2 separate regions of the Sus scrofa genome follow, and region 2 is linked to region 1. A link is a contact called in public Hi-C data. All regions are on one chromosome and are shown on one strand. The core of a region is the stretch at or near the end of the contact, and the rest is flanking DNA. Distances in the headings are between cores, read along the strand shown. Region 1 overlaps RBM20 (RNA-binding protein 20). Region 2 has its middle 64 kb from the start of GPAM.

Evidence for each region. A called contact is a pair of places that touch in the nucleus more often than the background predicts.
Region 2: a contact with region 1 is called in a Hi-C map of embryonic fibroblasts, with 2.9 times the contacts expected there. The contact joins two enhancer-like sites. A contact is called at or near these places in 2 of 47 Hi-C or Micro-C datasets (embryonic fibroblasts and retroperitoneal adipose tissue).

The regions. Positions count from the first base shown.
Region 1 is chr14:121,167,037-121,169,736 of Sscrofa11.1, forward strand. The region is part of intron 1 of RBM20 (RNA-binding protein 20); the gene reads left to right. Among named protein-coding and RNA genes, the nearest start is that of PDCD4, 100 kb to the right of the region's middle. Within about 2 kb of position 1,450, at least 13 of the 83 cell types and tissues checked have an H3K27ac peak or open chromatin away from gene starts, as enhancers often do. A contact at or near this core is called in embryonic fibroblasts, where this site is marked.
Region 2 is chr14:122,517,453-122,520,152 of Sscrofa11.1, forward strand. No RefSeq gene overlaps it. Among named protein-coding and RNA genes, the nearest start is that of GPAM, 64 kb to the right of the region's middle. Within about 2 kb of position 1,434, at least 6 of the 83 cell types and tissues checked have an H3K27ac peak or open chromatin away from gene starts, as enhancers often do. A contact at or near this core is called in embryonic fibroblasts, where this site is marked.

The DNA.
Region 1 (2,700 bases), core at 200-2,699:
TGCCTTCTCACCTGTATAGCAAATTCTCTGACACTATAAATCAACTATAAAGGAAAAAATAAAAATCATAAAAAATGTCCTGGATTACTTTCTCGTAGTTCTAAATACTTGGAGTGGTTTCTCTTTTCCTAATTGGGTCCTGACTAATATATCCATCCTACCACCCCTACTGCTAACACCAAGGGAGTTACTCCTCTGTTCTAACCTAACATAATTCCACAGTGTTGTTATGATGCATTTGCCCATGAGTCTTCTCCAGTAGCCGTGACCTTCTTAAGGGTAGGCATCATGTCTAATTCACTGCCAAGTATTTAGTGCCTCCCTAGTAGCTATTACTGGTGACACGTTCAGTTAATGTATGATGAATGAATGAATGAATGAATGATAACACATGGCAGGGTCTGAAAATGCATAAGAAAAGCAAAGTATGCAACATTCAAAATTTGTATCATGGTTAGGACTTATCACATGGAAATATTGATGTATGATGCCTTTCTCAATTTAAAATAGTAGTATTAAATCTTAAAGTTATGGTTCAGAATACATATTTTTAAAACAGGAATTTGAGGTATTCCCTTGTGGCTCAGTGGGTTAAGGATCCAGCATTGTCAACAGCAGCGGCTCAGGTCACTGCTGTGGCGTGGGTTTGATCCCTGGCCTAAGAACTTCCACATGCCTCGGGTGTAGCCAAAAAATACCACATAAATTTGAGGGTGTGTGTTAGTTATCTACTACTGTTTTACAGGCATCTCTGAATTTGGTGGCTTAAAACAACAATTTAGTGTTTCTTATGATTGAGTTGGCTTCAGCCAGTCTTGCCTGGGCACATTCATCACCACACCAGGTAGTGGTTCAGCTGGGACTGCCTGGTCTTGGATGGCCTCACTGATGCACCTAGGGCCTTAGAAGAAATGGCTTAGACAGCTGATCCTCTGTCTCTTTGTGTGGAGTCCCATCCTCAAGGAGGCTAGCCTTGGCTTGTTCTAAAGGCTAGTCCGGGCTTGTTTAAAAAGTGGCAGTGTTCCAGCAGGGGAAAGTGGGAAGCTCTGAGGCCTCTTGAAGCAGAGGCTTGAAAGTTAAACAGCATCACTTCCTGTGCATCATGTTCCAAAGCAAATCACCAGCCCAGCCCAGATTCAAGAGATAGACTCCACCTCTTCATGGAAAGGCTTCAAAGAAATTTGTGGTCATAGTTAATCTACAGCAGAGTCATAATTTTCATTACAAAACATTCCTTATTAGAATATTCAGTGCCTTAAGGAGAGCTTCCCTTGTAAAAATTGAGTATGTAACTAACTGATGGTCCACAAAGAACTAATTATCACTGATTTTCTTAGTTCTTTGACCACCAGATGGCAGCATTGCTAAGTCAACCTGGAGTAGTTCAAGGTCAGCACCAAATTCCACCTGGACATGCCCTTAAAGCTGAGGGACTCCTGTGATATTGCATGGGTGGATCAGGGCTGGGCGGCTGATCACAGAGGAGGCCTGGTTTGAGGACCCTCATGGGCGATGGCTTCCCCCTCTGGAAAAGAAAACACCACCAGCTCTTTGTTATTCTTATAGAACTGCTATGGGAACAAAGGTCCATGAAGCCTTTCACCCCCTGGATGGGAGATTCTACAAATGTAAACACATGAATTACTGCAAATATCATTTGATTACAATGGACCCAACAGGAAGAAATATTGTAATAAAGTAATGTTTGCATACTCATGTGCTCCCTATCAAAATTGCATTGTGTTGATTTCATTACAGTTTGGCAAACTGTTCTGTACCAGTGCTTTCTCTCTCCTCCACCATTTTAGTTTGTAAACTTAAAAGCAACAGTGTATGCACAAACTGATGACATCTGATTGAGATCGGTAGCCTAGCTCAGAGTTCTGTGCCAATGTCAGGTCCTGGTTTTGAGAATGTAAGATAGTTACATAAGATGTTGCCATTGGGGGAAGCTGAGTAATAGGGACATAGACCTCTCTGTGCTATTTTTGCAACTTCTTGTGAGTCTATAATTATTTCAGAATAGAAAGTGAAAAAAGAATCCTCTCTATAAATAACCTCCACCTGCTTGTGTATTACTGGTATTTGCATTATTGTTTGAGAAAAGAGAGTTGAGCCTTAATTTAAAAATAATTTTTGTTGTTGTTCTGCCAGAGTAGCATCTTTTCCTCCCCCCTCAGATCCACCAGCCACTTCTGCAGTGCCCCAGGCCAATTCAGAGCACCTGCTAGACCAGCTGACCAGCTGTGCAGAGGAGCTGGAGCCAGGGACATGGAGGTGCCGTCACCTCCCTTCTTCCCTTCTGGACTCAGGTCGTGGTCTAGATGCCTCCTCCATTCAGGACTCTGCCTTTTCCTAAGCACTTTCTGGTTTAGAGTAATAATAGTATCTTAAAATACTCCTCCAAGGCTTCCAGGAAGGCACTTTTAGTCCCATTTTGTGGATAAAACTAACTCCAACGGGTGAAGGGCAAGCCTGAGATCCTAAGTAAGAGATACACCCAAGGTTAACATGTGGGCCTTGACCTTTTACCTAGGTTTTCCTTGCCAATTCCTAAATAGAGTAAAAAGAGAAAAAACAAAACAAAACAAAACCTTTTCAAGTGAAGTAATAAAACTCATTTTGAAGTTTCTGTGTTTAAACACTAAGCCATTATTTCATATGTTTTTATTTATTGGCTTGCTCTATAAAAATGCAACC
Region 2 (2,700 bases), core at 184-2,683, 1.4 Mb after region 1:
GTGCCTACTTTCTTAATTTCTTGGTTCACCGATGCATTATCTCTTTCTTCTTCTCCAGGTGATAGAACCATGATTTTCCTTTAGGTAGAAAGCATCTAACTACCAACCCCATCTGTAGCTCTAGGTGGGCTACAGGTGGGCACGCAGTCAGCATACTCCATTCTCTCAGCCACACTGATCAAATCAGCATGACACATGACCCAAGTCAGACCAAGGAGATTCAATGCTGGGATTTGAAGTTGGGAACCTCTGAGAAGGAAATCTTTCTTTTTACCATATTTGAAATTGAGAAGATATAAACCTGAGGTCTCTGGGGCTGTCACAAGAAGAAAGCCCACCAACACAGCAGAAAGTAGAATCAACACAGTGAAATGGTGTCCTGATGACATCATGAGGACCCTAGATCCAGCTGTGCCTAAAGCATTAGAATTTCTACTTACATGAATAAATTCCTATTTGCCTTATACCAGTTGAACCTGGGCGCTAAACATCTGCAACCATGAGTCCTCAGTAATACACTCTCCAAGCCTATGTTTCTTCATATTATAACAGAGATAATGCCAGTCTTTTTAATCTCCTGTGGTTGTGGTGAAGTTTAATGAAGATAGGACAACAAATAGCAAGTGTGGGCCTTTAATATCAGTTTCTCATAGGTAAGAAACTCAACTAGATTAGATTAGAAGTTGTGGCAGAAACAATCATGTTTATCAAACAATCCATGCACTTCTCTATGTCTCCCAGCCCTGCCGCCTTTAAGTGAGGCTATATGATCGGTCCTGGCCAATGAGCAATAACCAACATTGCAGAGCTGGTGTTTGACCCTCCAACTCTCATCTCTTGCCAAAGTGACCAAGAAGCTTCCCAAAGAGATTATGGCACCACAAGATCAAAGCAGCCAGAATCACTGAGTTACTGTGTAAAGGAAAACTGGCTGGAGAGTTGTTAGCCCATATCTGCTGTGTGAAGCCACTGTGATATGGGGAGTATTTGTTACTACAGCATAGCCCTTCCTATACTGACTAACAGAGCTGTCTTCCAAAGAAAGACTCCCACAGCCAGGCAGATGAATTTAGTGAACACCCAAGCCTGCAAGAGGGGCAACCCTTCCAAGGAGGTGGACACTTCACCCCCAAGACCAACTTCACATCTACTTTTGCAGAAGGGCTGCCCATGCCATCTCCCAAGGTTCCACTTCAAATCTGTCAAGTGCTATGGCAGGCTTGAGCTATCAAGCAGAGGGAATCCATGGCTGGGAGGAGGCGCAGAGGTTGCCAACGCCTTGCCAAAGTTCTTAGGATTAAATGTTAAATGCTAATTTCTTACTATGACTCAGAAAACCCATTATGACTCAGAAAACCCATTACTTGGTGCTGCAATTCATGCGTGGCCCCCTCAGTCACCACAACTCCACCTCACTGACCTTCCAACAATTTCTGAAATATGCAAGCCTCCTTACTTCCCCAGGGCTTGTTCACAGGCTGTGGCCTCATTTCACATGCCCTTCACATACGTGGTTCCTTTTTGTCTTTCAAGTCTGCATCTCTCTGGCTTGTCCTTAGGTCTTCTTGACCTCTCTCTTGGAAGCAAGTCCCCTCAATGTTGTCCTTCTCAGCATCCTTCCTGCTTTCTCCTCCCTCCTCCACCATAGTTCCCTCTTCCTCTTCTTCTTCATCAACATAACGAACAATGATTGGTGGTTTCTTATGCACTGGGTGGAACTCTAAGCTCTACATGGATGAATTTAATCTGGCAACAACCCTAGGTACCAATCAGGAATCTTGATTTCACCAATAGAAACAAAACCTATTTAAGTCAAAAATACACTTATGGGAGGGATGTTGAGTAGCTCACAAAATCAGTGGGATGCCTGGAACCAAGCAAGACCAAATGGTCAGAACCCCAGCCCTGATCAAACCATGGGCAGGAACTGGTGAAGAATGACTGCCACCAGTGCTAGACATGGGTCACCATGGCTGTCTGGATATACTCACTGCTGCCTCTGCCAGCTGTAACTGTCCTTGCGCCTCTGAGGCACTTCCTTGCTTGAGTCAAAGTCTTTGAGCAGAAGCATCCAATTTTCCAAGCTAAGACCAAGGCCCTTTCCAGGCTGCCCAGGGGCTAGATATCATCTGCTTATGTCAGCATACATGAACAGAAGCAGGGCTGCCTGGTAAGAGGCACAGTGGGAGATTCACAAAGCTTAAGAAGTGGCCAATATCACACTTCCATCATGTCTCAGCAGAGACGAATCTGACCATGTAACGATGAGGACGGAGGTTCGACCCCTGGCCTTGCTCAGTGGGTTAAGGATCCAGCATTGCTGTGAGCTGTGGTGTAGGTTGCAGACGTGGCTCAGACCTGGCATGGCTGTGGCTGTGGCATAGGACAGCAGCTACAGCTCTGATTTTACCCCTAGCCTGGGAACTTTCCTATGCCACAGGAGTGGCCCTACAAAGTCAAAAAAAAAAAAAAAAAGAAAGAAAGAAAGAACATCCAAATCACAGTTTTTAAAAATCCTTGCCAACACCAATGCCACCACCCCAACCACTGAAAAAATATGTTGAACAAATAAGGACTCTCCACTTGAAGAGAGGTCAAATTATTATGAGGGTATCCATCCTTTCCAGTCTCAATCTACTGATGACGGCAGGTAGGGGGGTTTCCCAGATGGAGGTCTGCAGCCTGCGTTTCTCATGGACG